2 separate regions of the Oryctolagus cuniculus genome follow, and region 2 is linked to region 1. Evidence: chromatin contacts called from public Micro-C data. All regions are on one chromosome and are shown on one strand. The core of a region is the stretch at or near the end of the contact, and the rest is flanking DNA. Distances in the headings are between cores, read along the strand shown. Region 1 has its middle 120 kb from the start of EGLN3. Region 2 holds the start of EGLN3 (egl-9 family hypoxia inducible factor 3).

Region 1 (5,322 bases), core at 1,327-3,826:
GGAATCTGGACCCACACTAAGCTGCTCCCACAGCAGTTGGGCGCCGGGCTGCCGCCGCCCTTGGAAGAGCCCAAGCAGAGGTCGAGAGAACAACAGCCATTGGGAGCCCTGAGGGGACGCGCTTTCCATTTTTCCCCTCACCACTCACTTGCCGCAAGGCACGCAGCCGCTCATGGCTCATGCAGTTTTCAGAACCATGGGGGACCCGCTGGGGGGCACACCGCACCTCAGGGGGTTTCCACTGTTTCTCCAGTGGGCACCAGCCACAACATCATATTTTTGGCAGGCCAAGATTTGAATGAACCTGCTAAGGAGAAGTGCCAGCCAGCCACAGGATGCTAAAGGCAGCCCTGGCCTAGAGCTTTGGCCAATCTGGGCATTCCAGTGGCACATGGCCTGCGCCAGGGTGGAGTTAGAACAGAGGGGGGATTGGGGAGCCTGCTTTGTCCTGTGTAGTGCTCATAGATGGTGGGTGTATAAGCCTGGCCTCACCCAGCAGGTGCCCTCCAGGCCCACACCTGTCTGTCCATTTACCATAACACTCACCCTGTGAGGGTGTAATTATCTTCAGTAGGAATATGCAGAGAAGCACAAATAAAAAATAATTCTCACCCATATTCTTGGTTAGCCAGTGTTGACCTATTTACTTCTGGTTGTATTGTCTGTCTATACCTCTAAAAAATAAATGACATGATGTATAGTACACTGTTCTGTTTGCAATTATTTTTTTCCAATTATTGCAATCTGGACTAAGATACAGCCCCATGATTGGCATCCAAATCACAATTCCCAGTCTTTTATTCAGAGACAGCATTATATTTGCTGTGTCTTCCTTCCGGCATTAAAAAAAAACCATATATACATAAAATATAGAGAATAAAATATGTAGAATATTTGTGTGTGTGTGTGTTCTTTTCTCTACATGCTATCATGCTGCACGTATTACTATGTAACTTGGGATTTTCATGTCCATTTTGTTATACACTGATGGACTTTATTCCTTTTCATGGCTCAAACAGTGGTGCACGTCTTATTTATGGGTAAATACATTTGCATCTTCAATGCTATGCTGTTCTGAACAATGCTGAAACAGCCCCACGAGTAGGCAGGGCTCCCACGCTGCACAGCACCCCGAAGCTCCATTGAGAGCGCTGTGAATGCGCCCCTCTGAGGCTCTGCAGCTCCCAGCCTGCCCTCTGTGCTTGGCGGCTCTTGCTCCCGTCCCCTCCATTCATTCTTTTAAGAATATTTATTGAGTGCCTACTGAATGCCGGACATTGTTCTGTGTTTTTGCTCCTGTTGATGTATTTAGGCCTATGAAAATACTAAGAAATAGTGCTGTTTTAACTATTTTTATGTTTCAAAGGAGGAAACTGAAGGGGGCTGAGAGAACTCACTGGCTGCTCACAGCGTGTAAAATGCAGAACTAGTATCAGAGGCTGGGTGCTAGACATTACCCTTTCAGCCCCTCTCCTCTCAGAGACTGCTGCCCGCTCACCTGTGCACGCTGAGAACTGGAATCCTGGGGGGTAGGAAGCAGAGTTGACTTGTCCAGTGCCCAGATACTGCCTGGCCCCCATTAGGGGCTCAATAATGCTCTTTGAATCACTTTATTCATTGTTGAATGCCCCTTCCCTAATCAGTTTTCCCTCTTCTTCCCCATAGACAAAAGTGCTTTAAAGTTATCTACAGAAAAATGGAATTAAAAGATGTTTATTTTGGTGTAAAAAAAAGTCAAATCCGGTTATTTCATAATGCATTTTTTAAGACCCTTTGTATGCATGAATTTCAAAGTACTTTTGCACCAAAATAAACTTAGCTCTTCATTCTATTTTCCAGGAACTTTTTGAAGCAACGTCCTTCCCGTCTCCTTCCCCGTATCTTTGCAAGCTTTCCCCCAGGCTTTGCAAAAAGTGCACAAACATGTGGCTTCCCAAGGTGCTCTGATTTGGGAAGGCGCACTTTCCCACAGGGCCAAGACCGGTCAAGGAGGTACTGCTGGATTCATACATCTGCTACAAAGTGCTTCTAATTCTGTCGTTCAGCTGTCCGGCACGTAGGCAACTTCCTTTTAGAAGTTGGTGGTTGTCACTAACCAGGTGCTGATTTGCGGAAATGCAACCGAGTCCCCAGCGCTGGCGCGCGCGGGAGAGGTGGTTGAAAACGGACGCCCCAGCCCCCTCTAACTTGTTGCCCTCTGCTTCCCCAGGCCGCCCCGGGCAAGACCCCTTGCAGCTGTCCTACCCCTCCCCGCAGCCACTGCACACGTCAGCGGGCCTCAAAGAAGGAAAACACATCAGGGCTACGTAGAGAAACACGTTCCTGCTCAAAAGGACAGCAGGTCTGGCTCTGCCCTCCTCCGCCCCCTCACCCTCAGGCCCCCTCTTCCAAGCTGGCCAGCACAGAAGGGGGCTCTGCCGGGGAAGGGCAAGCCCCAACGTGCAGATGGCTTGCAACACGGACAGCCTTGAGATGCGGGCAGCGGGAAATCCCGAGGAGCCCTTTCTGGGGGCTGCGGGCGCGGAGCCCGGAGGGAACGCGCGCGGGTCCTGGCGCTGCCCTGGAACGCGCTGACTCACGCGCTGGTACGTGAGCCGCGCGCCGACCGCCATGGGCTGGGCCGGACAGCCCTGCGGCCAATGCCGTCCTCGCGGACGCGGGTATTTTGTTTATTCCAGGGCCGGCGCCAAGCGTCTGGCCCCGGGCCCCAACCCGGGCGCGCCCAGGCAGGACTTTAGCCCCAACCCAGCCAAGGCTGCCTTACTAGTAGGCGATTTTGATGCCTTTACAGCTTAAGGGCTACAGCGGGCGTTGTGATCTTCTATCGGTAGTGATCCCACCGGAGTCCCGGGGTTGTGGTGGTGGTGGGAGGGTGTCTGCCCGGGACACCGTGGCTCCTGGGGGAGCCTTCCTTGGTCACAGGATACAGGGGTGGGGTGGGGGTGGGAGGTGGTGGGCTGTGAGAGCTGCACCATGCGTCCCTGGAAAGCTGTGTCACTTGTTTGCTCATTTCGGGGAAGCCTTGGAGAAGTGGTTTCTATGGAGGCACTGTGAACGAATGGGAGGTTAATTCATATGGAAATTCTGTCCTTGGACACCTAGGTTACAGGAGCGAGATCCTATGCACAGAGCTAAGCCATTTGTAGAGTTTGGCCTATTTGGGAGATAGTGTTGCTCTGATTTTTTTAAGGGGGGCGGGGCTTTCCCTGAATCCCTTGGAAACACAATAAACCCAGATGGGTGAGCCTTGGCTTGGGATGCGTGCATCTCACGTATGAGGGCAGGGGTTGGAGCCCCGGCTTTGCCTCCAGTCCAGCTTCCTGCTGATGCTTAGGCAGGGAGGCAGGTGAGGGGGTCCAGCCTTTGAGTGCCTGCCACCGACATGGGAGACCCAGGTTGAGTTCCGGGTCCTGTTTTCCACCTGGCTAAGCCCTGAGGTGTTTACTAGTGTATGGAAGATCTCTGTTTCTCTCTGTCGCTCTGCCTTTCAAATAAATAAATAAATACATAATAAATAAAAGAATAAAGGATAGGGGACCAGGGTCGTGGCCTAGTGGGTTAAGCCGTGGCCTGCAGCACAGCCATCCCATACTGGATCCTGTCCTGGCTGCTCCACATCCAATCCAGCTCCTTGCTAATGGCCTGGGAAAAGCAGCAGAAGATGGCTGAAGTGCTTGGGGCCCTGTCCCCAAGTGGGAGCCTGGTGGAGGCTCCTGGCTCCTGGCTCCTGGCTCCTGGCTCCGGATCGGCCCAGCTCCAGCCTTGCAGCAATTTGGGGGAGTGAAGCAGCAGATGGAAGACCTCTCTCTCTGTCTCTCCTTTTCTCTCTGTGACTCTGCCTTTGAAGTGAATAAGTAAATCTTAGAATAAAGCATAAAGGAGAAGAAAAGAGTCCTATGATCCAATACTCACATACTGACAGTATTAGTGTTTCAGATATATTTCTTTCCAGGGATTTTCAAAGTTAGTGTGTGGTTTTGATTATGCTAAAAACTGTGTTATTTTGTAATGTTTACCCTGCTGCATGTTAGGACATACACAATTTCCCATGTCATTAAATTTTTATAGTCATTTTATGAACATATTATATTTTTAACAGTTCCCCTATTGCTGTTAATTTAGATTGCTTCCTTTTTTTTTTTTTTTTTTTTTTTTTTTTTTTTTTTTTTTTAGCTAAGCCATGCTCAAGTGAATATGGTATGTAAATATTTGATCACCTTATTACCTGTCTGCTTAGCACGGGTTTCCTGAAGTGGACTTTTTAGGTGTGAGAGAAACACTTTCATGACGAGATCACATTGCTAAGTGGCAATTTGCATGGAGGCACGGGCTGGCCCTGCCTTCTCACTTCACACTTTGTGGCATCATCAGTATGTTGTGCAGAGTTGTGTATAAGATTTATGTATTGATTTGAAAGAGTGACAGAGAAGAAAAGACAAGGAGAGAAAGATAGTTTGCATTTGCTGGTTCACTCCCCAAATGGTTGCCATGGCTGGGTCTCAGCCAGGCTGAACCCAGGAGCCTGGAACTTGACACAGGTCTCCCACATGGGTACCAGGGGCCCATGCACTTGAGCCTTCTTCCACCACCTTTCCAGGCACATGAGCAGGGAGCTGGATCGGAAGTGGAGCTGCAAGGACTCAAACCCATGCTCTGATAGGGGATGCTGGTGACAAAGTGGCAGCTTAACCTGCTGTGCCATTATGCTAGCCCCGGGAGCTGGGTCTGAAAGTGCAATGCAGAGTGAATGAAAGATGGAAAATAATTTTCCCTTATAGCAGCACTTGCCTAGGAAATGGCCAAACTAAAGATTGTGTTTCAACTGGTTCTAACCAGCCAAAACTGGTAAAAGACTGGGAACTTTAAGAACCACCATCCCCCACCCCAGGATCTGATTGAGGACTCCTTCCTGACTGGTGACGCCTGTCAGAGTGCTGGTTTTCATTTGCATAACCACCACGAGGCACTCACCCTTCTAGAACAAAGAAGTCGGAACTCTCCTCCCTGTGGAAACTATACTACAGTGTTCTCCATTGGGTTATGTGCCCTTGTCTGGTAAATCAGTAGACTCCATAGTGATTTATTTACTTATTTTAAGTACCTCTAGGGGGTCTTGGTCTTACTCTTTGACATGCACATCGCTGAAATGAAATACATAAAACAACAGCTTAGAGTTCTACATCCAGTTTAAAGGCACATTAGTCTTGCGGACTAACACTGTGGGTTAAACCACCACTAGTGCTGCCAGCATTCCATATTGGAGCACCAGTTCAAGTCCTGATCTAGCTCCCCCTAATGCACCTGGGAAGGCCGTGGATGATG
Region 2 (5,322 bases), core at 1,494-3,993, 120 kb after region 1:
GTTTTGCCTCTCTGATGCTCACACTCAGAGCCCGTGCTGGGCTCCAGCCTGTCTGCACCCCTCTGTGCAATCACACACTGTGATTTTTGCCACTCACGGTGTCTCTGGTTCCTGTGGCAGTGCTGGTAGGCTGAGCCTACTGGAAGATCCTTGAATGATTAATAAGCGTCCTTCCCAGGCAGGGATGGCACCAAGGGATCGAATTCCTTTCTGAACTGCCCCAATTTGCAATCAAAGTAATCTAGAACTGCTTAAGACCACCAGTCAGTCACCAGAATTTGTTTTGACTGTTGCTTTAGATGTAACTAGACTTGTCATAATTTTTCTCTAAAGTTATTTCTCTAAAGTCATTTCAATATTAAGCCAGATGCATTCAGTCCTAGGATTTAAATACTTTTTTTTTTGAAAAGCAGAGAGAAAGAGAAATTTTCCACCTGTAGGTCACTACCCAAGAGCCTGCAACAGCCAGAGTTGGTCCAAGATGAATGCAGGAGCCTGGAGCTCAATCCAGGTTTCCCACATGGGCGGCAGAGCCCCAGGTACTGAGCCGTCACATGAGCCATCATTAGCAGGAAGCTGGGTTGTCGGTGGAGGCTCAGGGACTCGAAGCAGGCACTCTGCCGTGGATATGGGGTCCCAAGTGGTGGTTGATCGGCTGCACTGAACGCTCAGCCCCATCCTGGGTTAACCTGTTCATTCTGGAACGTGGGTGTATACTTTTCTGTATTTTTCTAACCACTACTCACTCTACTATCTACTTCAGGTTTCTGGTCGTTTGTAAGTTCCCTTATAATTATTCCTGGGAGTATCAGTCAGATTGACAAAGAATCTTCAGTTAGAAAGATTTCAGCAGTGACTGCGGGTTATCTGTCATTTCTCCCCTTTTTAATTCTGGCCCTTTTCAGGGATTTCGATGAGTACTTCTGGGGTCCACACACATTCCAAAGCTCCAAAGACCACCAGCCACTGCCCATCAGGGCCCACAGTCAGGCCACCTCAGTCCAGGCATCAGCCCATCACTCAGTTACCCCTAGATCCCCCAGAGGAGATGAGCCGAGGGGCCAGAGCCATCGCTGCTGATGAAGGGTGAGGGGAGTGTGCCAAACAGAAGTGGAAAGCCTTTCACTCCTTGCTGCAAGTGAACAGTGCTCCGGTTCTCACTTTAAGTCTCTGTGTCCAGGACTCAAACATCCACCACGGCTGGATGGGCAGACACAGCCAGGAGACAAACGCCCTTGCAGAATTTCTGTCTGCTCTGGCTGCTAAGGTTTGCTTCAGGGCCACCCGCACCTGCCTGACATTCTCTTGGAGTGAATTCTCTGGGGGGAAGTTCCCAGTCACTCTTCCATGTAGACTTCCAGTCCAGAATCCCGTGATGAGGCTGCCATGGCTCAGGATCCCAGTAAGCATTTATGAGGCACCTATCACATACCAGGGGTGGATGGAGGATGGAGGATGATGGGCGCCTGCCCTGGAATTTTAGGTGACAGCTCCTTGAGCACTGACCCATTTAAGCTTCCGAGGAGTGGCGCCTCCTGCTGACCATTCATACCAGGAGTGTCAGCTACTCAGCGACTTGGCAGAGGACTTCCTTTCAGTGTGAGAAGTTTCACCAAAGTTTCTTAAACCCTGTACGCTGACAGCTCCTCCCAGAACACCCCTAAGCCTCTCCCTGTGCCCTCACTGCGTTTCTTCCCGCAGAGGCCAGGACGAAGGAGAAAAAGTGACAGAATTGCAGGACACTGTGCACACAATCACGATACCCGAAAAGCCAGTTCCTTCTGTTGTGCAGTGAAGAAGCCAAGCTCACACTAAGGTGAAACCAAAAATATGGACATGGCTTTCCATGCAATATATGTGTCTCCCCTTCACACACACACACACACACACACACACCCATTCTGATTTCTAGTGCTCAGTAGGACAGGGTCAAAAAACCCACAATGCAGTTAGCTAATCTGTGGGCCACTACGACAACTTACGGTTGTGTCTGTCCCTCTCTCCCTGGCGTGGGGATACAACTGCATGTGGAGAAAGAAGAGGGACTTGGGGGACAGGGCGAGGAATATGCCCATATATTACATAGCTGTGTCACTGATTTTGCAGGTAGAATTTCAGAACATCGTGTTTTACTAAAACCGTGGAAGGTAAGTGGATGGAGACACCCAGCAAAGCAGAATGCAGTATTTGCTGTGCCTGATCGGCTATGGCTCGGCGATTCTTCATTGGCCACATCCCTCTAAGTTGAGCACAGAGTAGGAGCTAAGGGACCATGCTACTGTGTTCATGCTAGCTACAACTGCGCTCCTCCCGCCCGGCGGCTTGAGCCCGCTGGCTCGTGTCAGAGCCAAGGAGAAGGAAGAAGGAAAGGCACTTGGGAGGGCAAGAACGAGACCACCGTAGAACCTATGAGCCTTTGTTGCTGCGTTTGTTATTTTGCTCAAAAGCCTGTGCGGTGGCCAGCACGGACCGTGGCAATACCCCGCGCTCCTAATTTCATTCACTCGTAAGAGTGCGGATCCAGGTTTTCACTTTTGTTTTAGGATTTCATGCAAAACACTATGCAAATAGAGAGCATTGGAAAATTTCCAGCTCACAAACAAGTGAGACTGGCGACCGGCTCTTCGGGATCCCTGGCGGCGGGGCAGCCCCGGCGGGGCAATGGGCGGGGTCGGGGAGGGCGGAGCGGGGGCGGTCCCTGGGCGGGGACTAGGCGGGGCCGGGGTGGGCCCGGGGCGGGGCCCGTGACGCGTCGAGTCCGCCGGTTCATGGGCCGGACCTCAGCCGCTCCCAGCCACAGGCCGCTGCCGCCGCCTCCGCCGCCGCAGTGGTGGCTCCGCATCCTCAAAAGGGGCCCTCGGACTCCTCTCTGGGCCAGTCCAGCACTGGTTCGCGGAGCCCCGCACAACTCGGGCTGGCCCCTGAACGGCGAGCCCTTCCTGCCCGAGTTGCGGACAACTTTCCCTTGCCCTTGGGTGCCGCGGTGGCGCGGTGGCTCGGTGGCGCGGTGGCTCCCGGACAGTGCCCGCCGCAGGTTCCTGAACCCAGCGCTCCGCTCGCTGCGCCTCCGCTGGGCGCTGCGGCGGGTCGCTCCCCGCTCCCCGTGCGCACGTGGGGTGTCCCTGCCCTGCGTCCTGCGGGCGAGATGCCCCTGTCACACATCATGAGCCAGGATCTGGAGAAAATTGCCGTGGATTACATCGTGCCTTGCCTGCACGAGGTGGGCTTCTGCTACCTGGACAACTTCCTGGGCGAGGTGGTGGGCAACTGCGTGCTGGAGCGCGTGAAGCAGCTGCACCGTGAAGGGGCCCTGCGGGACGGCCAGCTGGCCGGGCCGCGTTCCGGCGTCTCCAAGCGGCACCTGCGCGGCGACCAGATCACGTGGATCGGGGGCAACGAGAAGGGCTGCGAGGCCATCAGCTTCCTCCTGTCCCTCATCGACAGGCTGGTCCTGTACTGCGGAAGCCGCCTGGGCAAATACTACGTCAAGGAGAGGTCCAAGGTAGGAGGCGCGCGGGCGCGGGGGGCAGCCGGAGTGAGCTGTCCGTCGCCTTCGCCGGGCTGCGCGCGAACTTCGGGGTTCATCCCAGAAGTCAGCCGGGTTCCTTTCTGGCCCCTCCACCCGGCCTTGACTCCCAACCCCGTCCAGCTCCTCTGTGCGAAAGTCCGCGTTAAGAGGCTGTTAATAGTGGCTGCTCTTGGTGATACAAGCCCGAGCAGCTGGGGCTTTGGGTCCGATTTTAAGGCACAGAGGTGCTCCGAAATCCAGACAGGAAAGGATGTTGGGAACGTTGTGTTTGACCTGAGACACACCTGGACACACCCACGATTGCCCTTCGTTGTAGGCTGATGGGATTCTTAGAGAAACAAAACAGCTGTGTTTTGCAGTGTGGCGGTTGCTTTGCGGAGCGTGGCAGGTGTGGGAAGGTGGGACGAAAGACTAGGACAAGTGTACGGTCTAAACTCTTCGCTTCGCAGGGCTGCCCTTGACTTCTTGGACAGGCGTACTGTCGGACGGACCATCTGCTTGTCTGGAAATTCTCTCCTTGTGCTAACCGCAAGCCACCACCTTCCTTTCCCCGACTATGGTTTGATGGCAAAATCCTCTTAACACAAACAGTTCAGTGCTCCTGAGAGAGGGGTCAAGTGCCTCCGGAAAGAAAGCATGTTTTTGTTCACAGAGCCGGAAGTGACTCCCTGGTTGGTAATTTATCTTGGAAACAGGTATAGGTAGATGGGCAGAAATATGGGAACCCTCACCATGATGTTGGTGCAAGCGTGTTCCTTTGGGATAGAATTGTTGCTCCGTCTCCTTCAGTTGCCAGTCCAGCCAGTTTTCCACTGGCAGTTCTGAGTGATTTGCACTTGTAGAGTGGTCTGGAAAGAGACACGCGAAATTGTGGAACACGTTTCCTGAAAACAAGTGAGGCGGAGTAGACTAGCACCGGAGGGGGAGGGAAGAGGAACATTCACCCAGGTACCACCATTCTTTGGACAACACACATAGTGTTTCTCAATCTGAGATAGGTCCAGTGATAAAAGGAAGCAGTGTTGTCTCATCTGGCCCACAGAGAGGAGCACTCTTAGTAACAGGGCAGTTTGCCAGGACGGCACGGGCGTGGGAAGCCAAGGGTCGAGGGGTGTGCATGGAGCAGGGAGCCAGACTGCTGTGTACCTTTCAATCCAGGAGCAACGGAATAGCATCTTCGAAGAAAATGCTGCTTTCTAAATTTTACTTTGATTTGGGAAAAATCCACCACAAATCGCACTGTGGAGAGGCCGACGTCAGAGTGTTTCTTTACTCCGCTCCTATCGTCTTGGTGGTGGATTAGAAAGTCATTTTTCTTTAGGTTAGGCTTGTTTTTATACCAAGTGACCTTCCTGGTCTCCTGGGGTGGGGCAGGGGGCTTAGCCTCAGTTGTTGCTAGGCCCTCCTAGCTTCAACCCAAGAGCAGATGGCTTTTTAACAGTTTTTTCTTTTTCCTTTTTTAAAGGTTTTGTTTAAACTCAGGTGTTAGAAATTTCTCCTCTGGAATTCTAGGAACAGAATTTGCTCTGGGGGAGGTCAGAATTAATTGGTAAAATCAGGTCACTTGCGTATTTGAAGGTTAAAGGGTTTTATTTAGCTTCAAGTTAGTGCATAGGGTGAGGGTTCCAAACTAGAATGAACTCACATGGAATGAAAAGCACAGTGTAAGTTAGGGAAAGGAAAAATGACTGCGAGATAGGAGTATTCGGCTATGGGTTATCTTCTGGGTGGAAAACAACTCCACTTACCCCTGTCCGAAGGTGACCGGTCTTGTCTGCTGAAGGTGCACTGCG

The links. Hi-C and Micro-C count contacts between places; a contact is called where the count stands out from the background.
Region 2: a contact with region 1 is called in a Micro-C map of ear pinna, with 2.6 times the contacts expected there. The contact joins the promoter of EGLN3 here to the enhancer-like site in region 1. A contact is called at or near these places in 3 of 6 Hi-C or Micro-C datasets (ear pinna, skin fibroblasts and an unstated tissue).

What each region holds. Positions count from the first base shown.
Region 1 is chr12:41,392,950-41,398,271 of mOryCun1.1, forward strand. No RefSeq gene overlaps it. Among named protein-coding and RNA genes, the nearest start is that of EGLN3, 120 kb to the right of the region's middle. Within about 2 kb of position 2,577, at least 7 of the 8 cell types and tissues checked have an H3K27ac peak or open chromatin away from gene starts, as enhancers often do. A contact at or near this core is called in ear pinna, where this site is marked.
Region 2 is chr12:41,508,571-41,513,892 of mOryCun1.1, forward strand. It overlaps EGLN3 (egl-9 family hypoxia inducible factor 3), which reads left to right and starts at 2,744. Exons shown (of 5, transcript XM_051822756.2): 1 at 2,744-3,502. The coding sequence starts at 3,146.